2 separate regions of the Gossypium raimondii genome follow, and region 1 is linked to region 2. Evidence: chromatin contacts called from public Hi-C data. All regions are on one chromosome and are shown on one strand. Each heading gives the region's core, a stretch centred on a gene start, on an enhancer-like site or on the middle of the called end of the contact. The rest is flanking DNA. Distances are from core to core; before and after follow the strand shown.

Region 1 (4,054 bases), core at 1,229-3,728, 160 kb after region 2:
TTTCTTTCTTAAGGTAAAAAAGGCTATCAGATAAATCTAGTGTAGGACCTTTACCGGGAAATCAGGGTGTTAAGTCAAAGTTAGATTTCAGAAGAGAATGAACTTCAATCAGGGAAGACACTTTGAAATCTGGTGTTAGATCCAAGTTGGCGAAGTCTTGAGAGCCATATCTCCCCTTTTCATCAAGCAAACATGTTAATGCTCCTGCATTTTTCCCACAAGCCACCTGCAAATACATGTCGTATGAAGATAATAAATGAGATGGATAATCAGTTTTTTCTTCATTATTTAGTATCCTTGCTTTTGAAGAGAACACTCACATCATCTTTAAGACTATCACCAACCATCATGACTTCATTTGGTTGAACGTCCCAAGTCGAACATATATGAAGCAGAGGAGCAGGGCTCGGTTTATAAGGACGAAACTCTCGGCTTAGAGCCGGAGAAAACATCATCTGAAAACTATGAATGTTAGATTAACATTCATTTGTCTCCCAATCTAACCAAAAAAAAAAAAAGCTCAGAATGGTTCAGTTCATGCTTCAGATAACTTACTCCGAATCGTTGATGAAACAGATCAACTGCATCTTTGACATTGCGAGTGATTAGTCCCCTTCTGAAATAAATGGAAGCAACTAAGGTTAGCATCTAAAAACACCACCATGAAAAAAAGAAAGGTTGACAGATTAAAATCCTAAGTACTACAGAAAAATTAAACACAGCAAACCAAAATGCTATTTATAGCTATAGTGGTTGGTCCAACCTATTGTGTTTCAACTCTTCAATTTTCTTTAAGTACTTGTGCTTGGACATGGATATGGAGATACGATTATCTCTAAGAATCCTCCAAACACAAAGAGGATCTTAGAAAAAGAATATACCCATGTTGGATACATACTTGTATCGGGCACTCGTACCTAAGTCCAAATAATAGGGAGCCCAACAGTCAAGCCACATGGAGCATACATGGAAGCTCAGTGATCTGGTGCGAGGCAATAACTATAATACCAATAGGTATCTTAATATGAAAAATAGATAATTGTAGGAGCAAAAATTGACCGTATTTTCTTTGCATCAAGAAACCCACAGAGTTCAGCTGCACCTACAACATTATCAACCAAATGTCACAAGCTTAAATTGGTTAGCATGTAAAATGGAAAATAAATGAAGCTCTTCAGCTGAAAGATAGAGAACTGCGGTTGCTAAATCTCAACTTAAAAGGAGAGAGCCCCAGCAAGCACAAAGGCAAAATCCAAGACAAACATCAAATGAAAATAAATCAATGGAAACCTCATATGAAAATGCTCCCAAATGTTTGCTACGTTGTAACTATTGGGAAACTATGAAAGATATCTACATTTGCCCAAAAACAAAGCATATGAAGTTGCTAGCTAATGATATTCTTAAACCCAAGTTTTTCACAGTTATTTTAATTGTTGTGTTCACAAATACATTGAGTGATGAAAAGAAAAGCAAGTTTTTCAGATTTCATCAATAAAATTCAGAGTACAATTCTCTCCATTGACATTCTTTCAATCTTCTTTAATCTTCTTGAAGGATACATGAATTTCAACACTCTGCAACTGAACAATCCATCAGCTAATTTTACCTTAAACCCCACAAACATAAGTACATTTTCCAAATAATAATGGACAGATATTCATGTTCTATAATTGATACCAACTAATTCAATGAAACACAAAACAAGAAACCACACTGCATATCCATATTACATGGACTCAGATTGATTGTCAAACAAGGATGAGTTCAAAATAAAAATGGGTATTCTTGTTTACTTTTTAAATGTTTCCATATGTTCAAAAAAAATATTATATATTAACAAAATTGTGTATATTTGTGTGTATTCGAGTATGTACGAAAGAAGCAGATTTCCTCTTCAAAAGGGTATCCTTGCATTTTAATCCTATTCAAGTATATAACTTGAAAACTGAACTTGAAAGTGACAGAACCAAATCATCAAACAAAATCAAATAATAATTAACATGACCCTGACATTTCCCTTTCACTTTAATAGCCACCAAAAACTAACCAGGCATGATTTGGAGGCGATCAAGGCCCTGTTTTTCGAAATCAGCAATAATCTTGTAAGCTTCTTGCTGCTTTTCGGGACTCCAACTCTCAATGTGGTGCAAGATATCAATCCCAGAGGGGTTTTCAGCTTTGATTCGCTTGTACTCGACGTCTCCGAGGACAGCCTTGTACATTGCGGCGAAGTCGATGACAGGGACGGTGAGGGTGCCATCCATATCGAAAACGACGCCGCGGAGGCGGGATTTGGCTGCTGCGACAGTGGACATGGGAAAAAGAAGGGATTTGGGGGGCAAGCGGAGGAAGGATTTGGAGAGAAATGAAGGCATTCGAGATTGAGAGAAGGATGGATTTTGGAGGCTATTTATGGGATTGAGGCTTTGGGGGTTTCTGGATTTTGGTGGGCGATTGATGTGAATCATCAGTCATCAATGTGTGGCGGTGAAATTATTAGCTCTAAATAAAAGCCACAAAAAAAATAGAGGCGAAAATAGTGTGAAACGGCACAGCGTATAGGACAAAACGACTTGCAGAAAAGAACCAAAACCTTAAACTACGCAAAGTGCTCTTCTGTTACCGTTTTTTCAGCAGCCGAAACTAGAGCTCTGCAAACATGTCTGGCCTCGCAAATAACAGCGACAAGAAGAATTTCTTCCATTTTCAAAGAGGAGAAACCACAAGAGAGAGTTTTAATTTCTATTTGTTCAGTTGTGTCATTGTTTATGCTACCTCGTTGATTATAATGAAGGCAAGTTTTCTTTCCCTTGGAGAGATTGATGAAGCTGATTACGGTTTAGAAAAGAAGAGAATCAAAGAAGCAACTTAGATTATGGTTTGCAGGCATGAACTGTTTGCTATGCGTTTAAAAAGACTAACTCAATTCAATACTGCATTGACATGTTTTTCATGTACTCCTTATGCTTTCATAATAATTGAAGATGAAAGATGCAACTTTCTAAAATAAGAGTAATGTCCGCATGGGATGATAATATCATCTTCGTCTACTGTAATAATACTTTTATTATGAATTCTATAGATGCAGGGTTGAAGATCAAGATTCCTATCTGTATTATACTTAACAATAGTTTTCTGTACACCAATTGCAGCTTTGCATCATATTTCCTCCACCCATATGCAGCAGCGAGTTGGGTTGAAGGTTTGTTTCCTCGACAGTGTCATTACACACTTGTTTGTACATAGCCTGGACTGAAGATGTTGGTCTTTTTCTAAGTTTCAATAATTTAGCGTTTGGTAGTTGGCCTACGTGCTTTACAAGTGCATTGCCTTCATATGCAGAAAAGCATCAAAGGATTTCCCTTAGAGAACTCGTACTTGCATGTCAAATAGACAAGATGTCAAGGAAGGACTCCCAGGTAATTAAAAATTTAACGACTTAGCTGCCTTACAAGTCATTGGATAAATGACAGTTGTACTATACTTTTGAAGTATTACAGAATGATAATTCAATGGAAACGATTCCAAGAAATGAGCTCAATTCATTGTACTCGCTACTTTTTTAACAATTTTCTTTGTATAAAGCGTTCTTTTGTTTAGTTAAGGAGATGTTACAATATAATAAAACGAGATGTGGTGATAGAGAGGAAAATTAGAGTAGATTTTGGAAAATAAGTGTTGTGTCATGTATTGGTGATGGAGGGGCTAAAAAAAATGAGAGTTACATGGTTATTTTGATTGTAAAAAAGAAAGGTTTAGCATATTCAGTTTGCCCAAAAAATCAGAAAAAGTCTCTTAAGTGCAACTTTGGATCTTCTATTTCTATTTATAGTCTTTGCAAATTAATTATCTCAAAGAATGGTCCAATTATATATGTTTATCGGGTTGATTAAATAATAATTTAAAAACTTTAAATTAATTCTCAAGTCATTTCTATACTTGTGAGAAAACATGTTCGTGAATGCGATTTATTTCTCTAACTTCATTATTTTCATTCATTTTTGTCATTTGGTTCTACATGCAATTCATTTCTGGATTCAACGAGCCAGCG
Region 2 (3,982 bases), core at 952-3,451:
GCTCAAAGTAACTAAGGGCTCTATCTTTGTCATGGTGAAGATCCCATAATATTTTGGCATACTGCAAGAGAATCTCACAGTCTTCAGGATCTGCTAATGTTGCACGATGGTAATAGTCCTCTGCTCCTTGAAGATCTCCCTTAGACTGCTGGAAAAGATTCAATCGTGTTCCATAAAACTGTGTTGTATAAGCTATCTATGCTTTCTGAAGCAGGCTTCATGGTTATATGATCATCTACTATAAAATCTACTTTTGAGATTGATCTAAAATACACCTAAAAATGCTAAAACTTGACCATTTTTTGGTATCTTGATGATTAAAACTTGTTTAGCCACTTATTATTTGAGAAATATCAGCCACATGATTCATATATGAGCTATATTGAATTCACATCACATACATCAAACACGTTAGTTTAATCTACAGAAAAAATCTTGAATGGCCTAATTAGAACAGGAAAAAAATAGAGTTGAAATAGTCTCACCTGTAAAAATTTAGCATAATTCCTTAGGAACAGAGGATGACAAGGGTACTCGTCAACCAGCCTCTTATGAAACTCTTCTTGATCATCAACCTCATCAAGATCCATGTAACTTAAATCAACACCATCAGCCATGGCACCAAAGCCAGCACAATCAATTCCAAGACCAGTAGCAAGATACATGGGAGGACTAGGTGGCTCAAGTTCAACTTCTTCTTCATCATTATGAGAAACTCGAATTCGGTTCAATCTTTTTTTTTCCTCATCTCCTTCTTCTTCCTGAATTAACTCCATACACTTCTTCCGGAAGCTGAAATCTGGATTCCCTACAGCATCAATGTTCTCACCAATTGTAACTGTTCTCTCCAATGACTCCTCCCCTAGTTTTCCATCTTCAACCCCTTCATTGAATATCGAAAAAGATGGTGCACTATGCAACATTGTTATATGATGCCTATGAAAAGATCTCTTTGGTGTTCTGGGATCTAGAAACTGAGCTATATCACAAGATCTATAATCTAATCTTTCTATGCTACCTTCAGACTTGGCTCTTCGAAAGCCTTTAAGGCGAAAACCACCCGATTCTGGATTGAATTCAAACAACCCTGAAGCTGAATGAGACTCAGAAGATGAATTATGTGAAAAAGATGTCAAGTTGAGGCTTTCTTGACAATGGGAGTCGAGTTTTCCACCATGGTTGCCCTGAAGTAACCTGTAAGTAGCATCAAGATCTTTATTTGGACTATCGGTAAAAGGGAAGATAAGGGATCCAAAAACTGGGGTGGATGAGCTTCTTTGAAGCATTTCTTCAGGAACCTTAAGTACTAATCTGTATTTGCCTAAATGAGATTATAGAAGTCTGTGCCAGTGAGCTGGTGAACAGAAAAAAATATTAAAATAAACTCAAATTGATTTCCAACATTAATGACAAAGTAAAATAAACTCTCCCATATGTTTGTGCCTGCAATCTCAAGTATCCTTCAACTTTTCTTCATTTTTCTTCACTTCTTGCTCAAAACTCTCTTACCTTTATCATTTCAAAAAATACCCCAAGGGGGGAAAACTAGAATTGAGAATCAATTTGAGATTGAAGAAGAAATACTTCTTGCTCAAAACTCTCTTACCTTTTATCATTTCAAAAAATACCCCAAGGGGGGAAAACAAAAAAGCAGAACATATTTTTATCAGTTAAACTAGAATTGGTAGAGATTGAAGAAGAAAATTAACTTGGATTGATAACAAAGTCAAGTATAAACAAAGATGCACGTGATTCCTTTTTTGAGTAAAGGACTTAAAAGCATTCTCACATGAAGTTCACCTAATAATTTATTGTTTTTGACTTGCTTTGTTTTTAATGATTCTGAAACTGGAAAAAGCAACTAAACCAACTGCCAATCTTATCTGATCAATTCTTAGTGAACTTGTAGTCTAGAGAATGGATGCTAAACCAAGTCAAGAAATTAAAAAAGAAAAGAACCCCATTGAATAACTATGTATATAAAAAAATTCAACATTCCTAATTTACTATATTTCTTACACTAAAAAGACAAATGCTAGAAAGGGGAAAAGAAAAGAAAGATAAGATGAGAGTAATGGGAAAGAGATGATAACCCCAAAGGCAATACGGTTGAAATTGGCGTTATTTTTAGTAAGGTAAGGTGAGCCACCCGAATTTCGGCTCTGATTTTAGAGGTTGGATTTGCCACAGAAAACTGTGACACTAATTTCTTGGGACTATAAATCTCTAACTATCTATTTTATATAAAAATACATATGGAAAGCTTGCTGGAGCCAGCCAGGTGGTCAATTAGATGACAGGTGGGGGTATATTCAAAACCTTGGAGAATTATATTTTTTTATTATTGTTATTTATTTTAATAAGGTGAGTGGTATTCGAAACCTAAATTTAATGCAAATTGTTGACACCATTTTTTTGTATAAAACGGGTCGATTTGGGTTTTGAAAACAAAAACGAATATGGGAGTCGCCACCAATCTTTTTTAATGAGGTGTGATCGGGTCACTTTGAAAACGATTGTTTTTAATAAAAAATTTAGATTTATTAAAATAATGCTTTTGGACTGCGAAATTCAGAAAAATAGGTTCGGGAGTCGGTTACGTACGAGGAAGGATTAACACCCTCGTAACGCCCAAAAATTGGTACCTGGTTGATTAATTGGTGTCTTAGTGTCGAAGATTGAAAACTTTGAAGAGTTTTAAAAATACGATCCTTAAAAAAAAAACTCGAATAACATAAATTGAAATTTAAGATTCTCTTGTTCCGAAGGAATATCACATCCAGCACGTTAGGACACGATACTCTAAACCATCGAAACCTAGATCACCTTATGGTTTCAAAAACCCATACTTTGAAGTTTTAAAAGGATTTTTGGCTATTTGGTCAAACGAGAAATCGAAACTCAGCACGTTAGGGCATGCTTTCTTGAATTTCCAAACGCAAAATATTGCCTCGTTTAGAAAATCTTTTTTACTCTTCCTGAATATAACACTTAAAAACGTACATTTATTTTGTTTGGGAGTAAAACGAGATAGGTTATATCGAACGAAAACGTTGAAACATCCATGATGCAATGACATGAAATAAAATATGGTAGCGTGCACGAGACAATAATACATGAATACAATACCATGCAAGTGAACGCCAATAATATGAAAACGAATAAACGAATTAAATTATACACAAAGGTAATAATCTCACAACATTCATTATTTAAATTCAAACATCGATAAATAAAGACCAATAAATTAAACAATAATTTAGAAGGTATAAAGCAAATTAAAACCAAATAAAATGCAAAAACATATTTAAAATAATAATGATGAGTTTAAAATATATAATGCAAACAAAGAAATTTAAGGTTAATAATATAAAAAAAAGATATATATATATATATAAATAAAAGATAAAACAAATAATGTATATATATAAAAGTATAAGATAAGTAATGTGAAGGAAAAATCTTCGAAACGGAAAAAAACAAATAAAACATTTTTAATAAATAATTTGCGTTTAAAAGAGGTATAAAACAATTTTAAATAATAAAATAAATTTAACTAAATAATACATAAAATGAACTCAAAATAAAGATAAAATGACGATTTAAAAGGAAATTGTAGAAAGCAATTTATAATATTTGACATGTATAATACATCTTATCATAAAAGATAAATAATAATAATAAATAATTTATTAAAGCAAGTCAGTATCTTATATAAAAAAATTGAAATGTAATATAGGAAAAGATAAATAAATATCAATAAATAAATAAAAAGAAAACAGTAAAAGTTCAACCTTTAAAAAACCTCTGTTCTGCCTTTTATTTCTTAAGTGCGTGTAAAAAAAAAATACAAAGGTTATATTCAGGCTTTTATAGCCGAAAAAAATGTCTTCTCCTTCTTCTTTAATGTCCATCTTTTTTGATTGCCCGCATGCCTTTTTACTGTTGTTGTATTTAATTTTCGCAGGTGTCAGACGCGTGG

The links. Hi-C and Micro-C count contacts between places; a contact is called where the count stands out from the background.
Region 1: a contact with region 2 is called in a Hi-C map of leaf, with 3 times the contacts expected there. The contact joins the promoter of LOC105777456 here to the promoter of LOC105776754 in region 2. A contact is called at or near these places in 2 of 2 Hi-C or Micro-C datasets (both in leaf).

The regions. Positions count from the first base shown.
Region 1 is chr10:41,991,728-41,995,781 of ASM2569854v1, forward strand. LOC105777456 (haloacid dehalogenase-like hydrolase domain-containing protein At2g33255) reads right to left here and starts at 2,479. Exons shown (of 6, transcript XM_052622730.1): 1 at 2,051-2,479; 2 at 1,060-1,096; 3 at 556-616; 4 at 321-455; 5 at 55-226. The coding sequence starts at 2,471. The coding sequence ends at 62.
Region 2 is chr10:41,831,455-41,835,436 of ASM2569854v1, forward strand. It overlaps LOC105776754, which reads right to left and starts at 2,202. Exons shown (of 6, transcript XM_052621625.1): 1 at 486-2,202; 2 at 1-148. The coding sequence starts at 1,286.